Regions from separate parts of the Mus musculus genome. Here region 2 is linked to region 1. The links are chromatin contacts, called in public HiChIP or PLAC-seq maps. All regions are on one chromosome and are shown on one strand. Each heading gives the region's core, a stretch centred on a gene start, on an enhancer-like site or on the middle of the called end of the contact. The rest is flanking DNA. Distances are from core to core; before and after follow the strand shown.

Region 1 (5,401 bases), core at 1,913-4,412:
GGGGCATGGCCGATTGGAATGTGGCAGTGGCAGCTACAGTAGAGGAGCAGGGTGCCTCAAAAACTGGATTCTAAGTTAGTTATTTGAAACCTTAAACTTCGAGATAAACTGATAAGCCCAGACAGAGCCCAGGTGTGTTTAGTTAATGAACAGGGAGTCCACCACTTCCCAGCTATAGGTTAGAGTAGAAGGAGGTCAGAAATGATAACATGAAAAATACCAAGTTTTTAAAAATCTGGGAAGGAACACAGAAAAGAAAAAAGATGAATGGGAAGCACATTTAACAGCAAAAATAAATACAATTTATCAACAGATATAACGGATACTTATTCTAAGAGCCCAGATGCTTGGGCTGCATTAGATCTAAAACATTAGTGCTGGAATTATTTTCTAAATACCTTTGAGAGTCTGTGTGCCTCTTTCTTCTTCCCAGAGGGAAGGGGCTGCGAAGGGGCACTCCTGTATACTAATAACATGTCACTTCGAAGGCACACGTGCTTATCTCTGTGGTTATCCATACTTTGAGAAACAGAGGAGCTGGTTCACAAGACCAACCATGCTTGCACCAGACTTGGGTTCTCCCACATCTCCAACAGGTAATGACATCAGCCAGAGACCATTTGGGTGTAGCTTGAGGAAAATGGGCACAATCAGGTATTGAAGAAAAAGCTCAAACATAATGGTTTAGAAAGTTTCTATGTAAAAAGATCAAAAGAGCTACACTACTACTAGGAAACCACTATTAAAACAAAACAAAACAAGACCCGAAACCAACCAACCAAAAAAATGACAGAAGTGTAGGTTGAAATAGGTAGGCCTATGGACATGTTAGTGTATCTTAATTCACCTTCTCTCCCACTATTAAATTGTGTCAAAGCTGAAACCAACTTAGTAATAGACATCACCACATTCATCATCAAGGTCATATTCTTAGATTACTACAGTCATGAGCTGAAGAATATATTTTACTTTTTTTCTCCTCTTCTTGTGCTGGGGATCAAACCAGAACCTTGTAGGTGGTGGGCAACTACTCTGCCACTAATCTATAGTCCTGTTATGTGCTCCTTGCCAATACTATTATAGTATCTGGTTCTTGAATTACTATGGTTCTAAAAATGTTATTGTCAAGTAGGAAATATTACTGCTGAAATATGATCTTGGGAAAATGTGACAACCAATTTGATTATTTGCCTTCTATAAACTTCTCTATTAGTAATGTTGTTTTCTATGAAGCGAAAATTACCAAAATTATATCACTGGTTTCAATAAACATAGGTTTACTTCAATAAACATGACAGGTTTATTCCAACTTCTATCTGCACTAATTTTCGATAAACTATGTATATAAATCATACCTGCCTGTGTTTATTTATTAAGATCAATAATATCTAACTCTTTATTGTAGTTGGCCTCAAATGTGATTGATACAGAGTAAATATATGGGACATTTTGTCTTCATACTTAGTATAGCTTGAATAAGTAACAATCTTAACTTTATAGAGTAACTGTCATTTTATATAATTCCAACAACGGACATTGAAAACATTTGTTACTATTTTCTCACCCCAAACTAAGAATTCATGGCACAGTCACCCTAGACAGGATTGTTTACTTTGGAGAAGAATTAATTATAATGAAAGAAGAAACTCTCACATTTCAGGAACTCTTGGGGCAGAAGTCGTTTTTAGTTACAGAATTTATTTCAAGTCTTTCTAGTAAGCTAACTTGTTAGTTAGGCAGCAAAAATCTTTATATGGGAAAACCATATAAACATGGTATAGTTGGCCTAATTGTGAAACTGAAATTCACTGATTTCTCCAAATATCTCACAAGAAGCATTGCAATTTTAAACTTGAACAGCACAGTCCTCATGTGACAGGCGAATCATAATTCCCATTTTACAAATGTAGGAAGCGAGAAACTGAAGTTAATATCCCACGCCAAGACAAGCTGTGACAAAAACAGTATGCTCTGACATTTTGTTTTGTTTTTCAACCACATTGGGAGCTCATTTTTTTTTTTTTTTTTTTAAAGTAAGAGGTTTGTGGCTGTGGACTATATCTTTCTATCTTGATGGAGCAACACCGTTTTTTTTTTTTTTTTTTTTTTTTTTTAGCAGGAAAGTATAAGATCAAATCTAGTCTTTATTTTCCAAGGCTCCGTGTCTGACTTTTATGTGTCGTGACTCATACCACATTCATACCATGTTGGTTTCCTCATTCTCGTACTTTCTGTGTGGATGGATACAGTCTGAAGTAACCCTTACTGCATGACAGTCACTCTAGCCTTGTCAAGGGGGAATGCTAGCTGGGAGAAAGCCTTCTCCAGTCCCTAAGGAGTCTGTGTGACTCTCCAGCCCTGGACAATGTTTTCAACGTCTACCATAAATCTTTCTAAATGTCTTCTTAGTAGATCCTGCATCTGAGACAGCAGCAGACGAGGCAGTAAGAAGCCACAGTAAGAATCAGCAGCAGCTGAGCTTGGTTAGATTCCAACTTTGCCACTGCCTACTGCTTCCTTATCTCAGATCCAGTCTCTTGCTCTGGATTAAGGTACCTACCTATAGCTCAGGTGTTGAAAACACCAAGCCAGTGTTTGTCACTGCTTACAGAAACACATCAGGTTCCACCTCCTCCATCCTTCGTGGTGCCCTCTCAGCTCCCCTAGAACGACACTCTAGGGGGCCTGCTACTGTGTGTTCAAAAGTTAAGTCCCTGGCTGTGCGTCCGGTGTCTGCGGCAGGAATGTGTTTCCCATATGTGCCGGCAACTGGAGCCTGTCCTTGAGCAGTTTGGCAGAGCTGGTTAGCAGGTGCATGAAGTCTGAACATTCCTGAATCAGGAGGGGGCGGCTCTGGGTTTCCGAGAGAGCACTACCGGGGCCACGGGCAGGAGTGAGGCGGAAGTCAGAGCATCCACTCGAGCTCCCAATTTGCAATGAATGGGAGTCGTGATGTGGGAACCCCGGGGCAGAAGTGCTTTCCCAGGCCGGGGATCGCAGGAGCCGGTGCCCAGGACAGCAGGAGGGCAGGTCCTGCCCGGAGCCCGCGCGGCCAGGTGCAGCCGCCGGGCGCGTCCCCGTGCGCCCCCTCCCCCTCCCGCCGACTTCCTGGTTCGCGGAAGGTGGCGAAGCCGCCGCCGGCCGGGTCGCGGGAACCGAGAGGCGGGGGCAGGGGCAGGGGCGGGGGCGGCGTCGCCGCGGTGCTGTCCCCGCGAGGCCGCGGAGGGCGCCGTGGGCCAGCCGCCGCTCGGAGCAGCGCGTCCCGGACGGCGTGCGGGCGTGCGGGCGCGGGGCGACGGCAGCCCCGCAGCGACATGTGACCATGGACCGCAGGACCAGGTGAGCGGCGGCGGGGCCAGGCCTCCGCGGCCCCGGGTGCGGCCTGCCCGGTACGGCCCGCTGCGCGGAGGTCGGCGCTAGGCCGCAAAGCCTGCCCGGCCGGCGACCGGTCTTCCCCGGGCCGGGTCGGCCGTGCGCCGCGGCGGGCGGGCGGGCGGGCGGACGGGCGGGCGGCTCTGCGAGCGGTGGTTAGGGAACCGCTCCCCCGGCGTTAGGATCGCCGTGGTTCCCTTTAGGGTGATTTTTCAGGGTGGCCAGGGTTGCTTTCTGATGCTTTCCCTTCGTTTAAAATGAAAGCGGTGTTTGTTTGTGCAGCCGCTGAGTGTGTGTGCTGCTTGCAGAGTGGTATATGCACTAAGGTGGCTCTTCACCATTGGCCATTTTACTTGTAGGGAGTAGGTAAAAAGCAATTTGAATAACGGTGGCGGCTCTGCTTGGAGGTGTCTTAGAGATGGGTATTTGCAGCTTTTTCTCTGGAAACTTTACTTTGGGAAGAAATCTCGTCTTCTTTGACCGCCCCCTCCTCTTCCGTTCTACCTCACTGTGTGTTAGAGCCACAGTGAAAGGCCCTGTAGATTGCAGAGAAGTATTACCGAGTCAGGATTTATTTACCTAAGACAAATTCTAAATATCTTATGAAGATAGAAATGTTACACATTTTAGAATATTTCCTTTAATATTTGACACCATAGAGGACAGGGTGATTAAAAAAAAACACACAACTTACTCTTTGGACAATTTATTGTACTATGAGGGAATTAAAAAAAAAGATAGCTGGAGCCCGGTTTATGCTCATGAAACAAGTTAATAGCGGGTGGGATGAGGAAGTGGAGAAGTGGATATTTATAAATTAATTTGTATGGGTTGTCTTTCCCTCCAGTTCTAAAGAATGTCATGTTATATATATATATATATATATATATATATATATATATATATATATATATATATATTTAAAATCAATGTTTGTTTAGAAGTGAGAGATAGCATTAATATCTTAAAGAAATTATGTATTAAACAAGCCAATGTACAAAGGCACTAGTCTTAACAGGGTAATTGAAATATACACCATCACTTTTGTGCATTGTGATGTCTTTTCCTTTAACAGTCCCCTGCCTCTCCCTCCCATTATGGTCAAACCCAAGGCTTCAAGCACTCTAGGGCAGATACTGTGCACTGGTGAGCTACATCCCCAGACTTAATCTTATACCTTCTGATGGAAAGAAACTCTACAATACCAAATTTTTGTTTGCTTTGAGTATCTCACTATATTTCAGTCTGCCTTTTGAAATGTACCAAATAAATGGGCTAAGCATGTAGTATAAGAAATTAGGAAGAAAAAAAAAAAAAAAAAACAAACCCAAACTAGTACTTGTGAAGGAACTGAAACAAACTTTCTGTTCTGTGTGTGTGTGTGTGTGTGTGTGTGGGGGGGGGGATTTAATGAGGAGGCCAATGTCCAAATTCCTTAAAAATAGTTGATATTAAGAAAATAATTTTTGTTAGGTTTTGTTACCTTGGAGTGTGTGAACAGCTCTCTACTTTGAGCATGTTCAAGTACAATAAAGATTTCAGGAAAGCCTGTGTACAATATCCTATCTATGGAGAGCGTGTCTGTGAGTCTGGAATCAGGTTTTTATCCTCTGGAGAAAACTGGCCAGCCTATGTTAGATCTGTGACAGTGTGAGAGGATGCTTAAGGGTGTACTGGCTTTCCATTTTTGATTCAGGAGGGTGAAAATACTACTCTACAGTGTTCTTTCCCACATTGATTTGCTGGTACTCTGAGATGGGCAGGGTGCATTATAGGTGAGAAAGCATTCTGACAGCTGACACACTTTGCCCCCTGATCCAGAACTCCAAAGTCTGAGCTATAACTCTTATCAAACTGATAAAACATTTTCATGTCTATTTTTGCTACCAAGTCGGGAATATCATAGAGTATGCTGAGACAGGAATAAGACTAGATTTAGAGTGGTGGTGTCCTCGGGAGGCAGAGGCAGGCAGGCAGAGGCAGGCAGATCTCTGAGTTTGAGGCTAGCTTGGTCTACAGAGTGAGTTCT
Region 2 (4,876 bases), core at 2,006-4,505, 52 kb after region 1:
ATGCAGAAAAGGCTGGGGGAGGGCTCTCCTTCATCCAGAAAATTCCAAGATTCTGTCTTAGCATGAACTCTTTCTTGAAAATGTGAGTTAACAATGAAAACAGAGGCCTTGGCTTTATGTCACAGGTGTTCTCTGTGGACATCTGTCCTCCTGGTTATTTAGATGGAACTAACCATCTAACCAGCATAAGAGAAATCATCTCGAGAAATACAGCAAAAAGTATTCCTCACATAGCTAAGAGTGTGGCATATAGAAAGATCCCTCTTGATAATCTAGATAGTGGAATGCCTGCACACTTACGTATACCCTAGGGACATAGGGACTGTTGACCTAAGTGTATAGATGGACACATGTAAGGCTGTAGTCCTCCATGCTTGCTGCAGAAGTGGTACAGCTACAAATGCTGTGTAACATTTCAATTTTTTAAAAAAATTTATTTACTTTTAATTAGTTATTTTCTTTATTTATATTTCAAATGTTATCCCCTTTCCTAGTATCCTCTCTGAAGACCCCCTATCCCCTCCCCCTGCTCACTTTCCTTAATTCCACTCCCGCTTCCTGGCCCTGGCATTCCCCTATACTGGGGCATAGAACCTTCACAAGACCAAGGGCCTCTCCTCCCATTCATGGCTGACTAGGCCACCCTCTGCTACATATGCAGCTAGAGACATGAGTCCCACCATGTGTTTTCTTTGATTGGTGGTTTAGTCCCAGGGAGCTCTGGGGGTACCGGTTAGTTCATACTGTTGTTCCTCCTATAGGGTTGCAAACCCCTTCAGCTCCTTGGGTACTTTCTCTAGCTCCTTCACTGGGGACCCTGTGCTCCGTCCAGTGGATGACTGGGAACATCCACTTCTGTATTTGCCAGCCACTGGCAGAGCCTCTCAGGAGACAGCTGTATCAGGCTCCTGTCAGCAAAATCTTATTGGCATCTGCAATAGTGTCTGGGTTTGGTGGTTGTTTATGGGATGGATCCCCAGGTGGGTAGTCTCTGGATAGTCATTCCTTCAGTCTCTGCTTCGAACTTTGTAATTCCTTCCATGGGTATTTTGGTCCTCCTTCCAAGAAGGATCGAAATATCCACACTTTGGTCTTCCTTCTTCTTGAGTTTCTCGTTTCACTGGGACCTAGAAATAGAATTATGATGTTAGCATTTATCATCATATATTTATTATTTTAAAAATATCCAGTAATGTTTTTTATGGCATCATCTCCTAATGCAATTGCTGTGATTGATGGTGGTTTTCCTAGTTCTGTGAAGACGTGCATGTATAAGTACATAATAAAGCACACTAGGGGTTGGAGAGAGAGCTCTGAGACTAAGAGCACTTGCTTCACAAACAGAAGTGTTGGAGTTCGGATTTTAGCACCCATATAACAAGCTGGGCATCCTGCAGGCACCAGCAACTCCAGCACTGGATTCTGTGTGTATATATACACATAAATAACTCTTCAAAAAATACAGAGGATTCTGAATTACTGACATAGCTTAGAGTATTTATAGCTAGTATATATTAAATTCCTCAATGCTAATTCTTGTAAGATGGATGTAGTCTAGTATTAGTTCTTCAGGTGTGATTCTTGTAGAATGAGCAGGATAAGGGCCACATGGAGCTTGTTAGACCCACGTATGCTGGATTAGAAGTTCTGTGGATAAGAGCCAACATTCTGGGCTTTTAGTGAGAACTTTCCTGGTATTTTTGTTGCACACTGTTGTTAAGAGAACTGCTTGCCAGATCCTTAAGAAGTTAATAAAGTTTTGTATTAGTGATATGTTTTACAGTATATATTTCAATTGTCTTTGTATTTGTACACATTTATTGGGCAGCTCTGACATCTCAATAGATGTATTTAATGTGTTATGCTAAGACCTTGGTAATTGGCATGCCTATCACCTGTCATGTGTTAACTTTTAAAATAACTTGTACAAACATCTGACTATATGTTTTATTGGGATTGAGTGTACTCTAATTTGAATTATCAGAAACGAATTTCTTTTTTTAAAAATATTGCTTGTGATCTTAAAATGTGTAATGTTCTATAACTCATAATGCTTTTTTTCGGAGTGGGTATGTGAATCCCAGCTTTCTTTGCATTACTAAATTGTCAGAGTGAGTGATATCTTTCCACCAGTTCTGTAAAGATATGCTTTGCTGTGGTGCATGCTGGGGAAACTGCAAAGCATTGATTGTTCTGATCTTGGGAGCTTCAACTGGTCCCACATAACTGTGTAGAATGCTTTCCTAAACCCTTTATATAACCCAGGGTGGATATAAAGTCACAATAATTATTAGTTTGAAACACTTTGGCAGATATGACAGAAATTAAAATTTTTACTTTGGTCATCTAAGTATATGCTTTTAAATATGCTTACACAACAGCACTTGTACAAGAAGGGCATTTGTGTGATACTTAGGTCAGCAGATGAGGCTGTTCTTCACTTTAGCCCAGAGTCGGGGAAGGTAGGTTGATTTTGTGGATTTCAGCATGGTCTCTGGTGGTGACAGAATCATCCTGATGCAGTGCGGGGAGAGTCAGCACTCCCAGGGCCATAGCTTGTTATTTCACTTGTGCTTCCATTTTTTATCTTGCTTCTCAGCCATGCTGTCTCCAAACAGTCATACGGCTGAAAACACATCTTTTAAAATGCACTTGTATATTTTGGTAAATACATAGCATTGATGGATTTTACTGAAAAAGTTTACTTTTTATTTGAAGTTAGAATGTGATAACTAATTCATAGTCATAGCTACTCACATATTTAAGCTCTCTTTACATCAGTTATGGCTGACAAACTTGACTGTTGATTGGATCTACCAGATAGCTCTCCCACTTGGCTATTGATCATGATGGGAAATCCCACTTTGTTGGTCTCCGATGCCAGATTAAACTGTTACCTAAACTGAACACTTAGCATGAACAACCAGTTTGCTTCAGAGAGCTTCCTATAGCATGAAGGTGTGGGGAGGAACCAGCATCTCTATACAATCCACCACACCAGTTCCTCAAACTTACTCAGAATTGCACAACCTACATCCTCGTCCTATAAGAGCAGAAAACACTCTTGCTTCTATTCGAGCTCTAGGCTGTTGTGCTGCTTAGGATTCCACTCTCCTTTTGTCTTTTGAAGGGTCTTGTGTCCCTTCTTTGCTGGCTTTCCACTAAGTCATTGTTTCTTGCCAGTATGCACAAATACTTATTGTTATCAAAGAAAGGGAAGTCTAGCTGAATCTTCTACCTCTGCCTTCGCCATGTACAGCCTTGCTTAGTTCATTTGTTTGGACACAAGCCTCTTGCCCAGTGCTTATCCCACAGCTTCTCTGTCTGCCTCTCTCCCTGGCCCTACTGTTCTTCCTATGGCTTTATGTCTGTAACTGTGGCTGTCATTCTGCTCCCATCACCTCGCTGTGGCTTGCAGCACTTGGGAATTTTATTTTCTTTTAAATTTATTTATTTATTTATTTATTTATTTATGTCTCAAATGTTGACCCCCTTTCCAGTCCCCTGTTGTAGAGTTCCTCCCCCATCTCTCCTCCCCTTTGCCTCTCAGAGGGTCCCCTCCCCCCAGTATTATCAGAACCCTGGTGTACCAAGTCTCTGTGGGATTAGGCTCATCCTCTCCCACTGAGGTCAGACAAGGCAGCCCTCTGCTGCATATGTTTTGGGGGCCTTGGACCAGCCAATGTATGCTCTTTGATTGGTGGCTCAGTCACTGGGAGCTCCCAGGGGTCCATGTTCTTTGACACTGTTGGTCTTCCTATGGGGTTGCTATCCTCTTCCATTCCTTCAGTTCTTTGCCTAACTCTTCCATAGGGGTCCCCACCTCCATCCAATGTTTGTCCGTGGGTATCTGCATCTGTCTCAGTCAGCTGCTGGGCAAAGGCTCTCAGAGGCTAGGCTCCTGCCTGCAAGCACAGCATAGCATCATTGATAGTGTGAGGGATTAAGCAGCAGCACTGACCACTTCTCTGTGCGCTGAAGAAGGGACACTGGTGAGTGTTCCCACCCACAGCTCCGTGAGGGGCCCAACCAAAACACAGGGCACTAAAGACACTATGTGTTGGGTGTATATAAAACAAAGGACCTTCATGTCTAGCTCAAATCTCCAGGACATTTTGTTTTGGATAAGTACACCTTCCAAATCTGCAAAGCTTCACTGTTCCAGCTTCACTGTTCTTTGTCAGTGTTTTCAATAAACTGTTCTTACTAAACAAAACAAAACAAAACGAGTGTGAGGGATTGATGCCTGCTGATGGGATGGTCTCAAAATAGGGTGGTCACTGGTTGACCATTCCTTCAGTCTTTGCTCCATCTCTGTCTCTGCATTTCTTTTAGACAGGACCAATTTTGGGACCAATTTTGAAGGTGGGTTGGTGTCCCCATCCCTGTCTGGCTACTGCGGGTGGTCTTCAAACTGGAAAAGAAATTAAAGTATCACTATTTCAGATGATATGGTAGTATATATAAGTGATGGAAAAGTTATACCAGAGAACTCCTAGAGCTGATAAACACCTTCAGCAAAGTGGCTAGACACAAAATTAACTCAAATTAATCAGTAACCTTTCTTTATATAAGTGATAAATGGCTTGAGATACAAGTTAGGGAAACAGTACCCTTCACAGTATCCACAAATAACATAAACTACCTAGGTGTAACTCCGATCAAGCAAGTGAAAGACCAATATGAGAACTTCAAGTCCCTGAAGAAAGAAATTTTGGAAGATCTCAGAAGATGGAAAGATCTTTCTTGTTCTTGTATTGGCAGGGTTAGCATAGTGAAAATGGCCACCTTACCAAAAACAATCGATAGATTCAACACAGTCTCCATCAAACTCCCAACACCGTTCTTCACAGATCTTAAAAGAACAATTTTCAAA

What was found. HiChIP or PLAC-seq counts read pairs in DNA pulled down with a chosen protein or histone mark.
Region 2: an H3K27ac HiChIP or PLAC-seq map of the HPC-7 cell line shows a contact between it and region 1, with 5 times the contacts expected there. The contact joins the enhancer-like site here to the promoter of Dennd1b in region 1. A contact is called at or near these places in 3 of 39 promoter capture datasets (the C10 cell line, the HPC-7 cell line and liver), 1 of 15 datasets of contacts at CTCF or cohesin (CD8 T cells), 5 of 484 Hi-C or Micro-C datasets (the C2C12 cell line, cerebral cortex, granulosa cells and 2 more), 7 of 115 datasets of contacts at active chromatin or transcription factors (CD8 T cells, the HPC-7 cell line, the SCID.adh cell line and 3 more) and 2 of 9 other capture datasets (adipose tissue and liver).

What each region holds. Positions count from the first base shown.
Region 1 is chr1:138,960,547-138,965,947 of GRCm38.p6, forward strand. It overlaps Dennd1b (DENN/MADD domain containing 1B), which reads left to right and starts at 3,163. Exons shown (of 22, transcript NM_001166501.1): 1 at 3,163-3,339. The coding sequence starts at 3,323.
Region 2 is chr1:139,012,311-139,017,186 of GRCm38.p6, forward strand. The region is part of intron 2 of Dennd1b (DENN/MADD domain containing 1B); the gene reads left to right. Among named protein-coding and RNA genes, the nearest start is that of 4930596I21Rik, 37 kb to the left of the region's middle. Within about 2 kb of position 3,256, at least 15 of the 459 cell types and tissues checked have an H3K27ac peak or open chromatin away from gene starts, as enhancers often do. A contact at or near this core is called in the HPC-7 cell line, where this site is marked.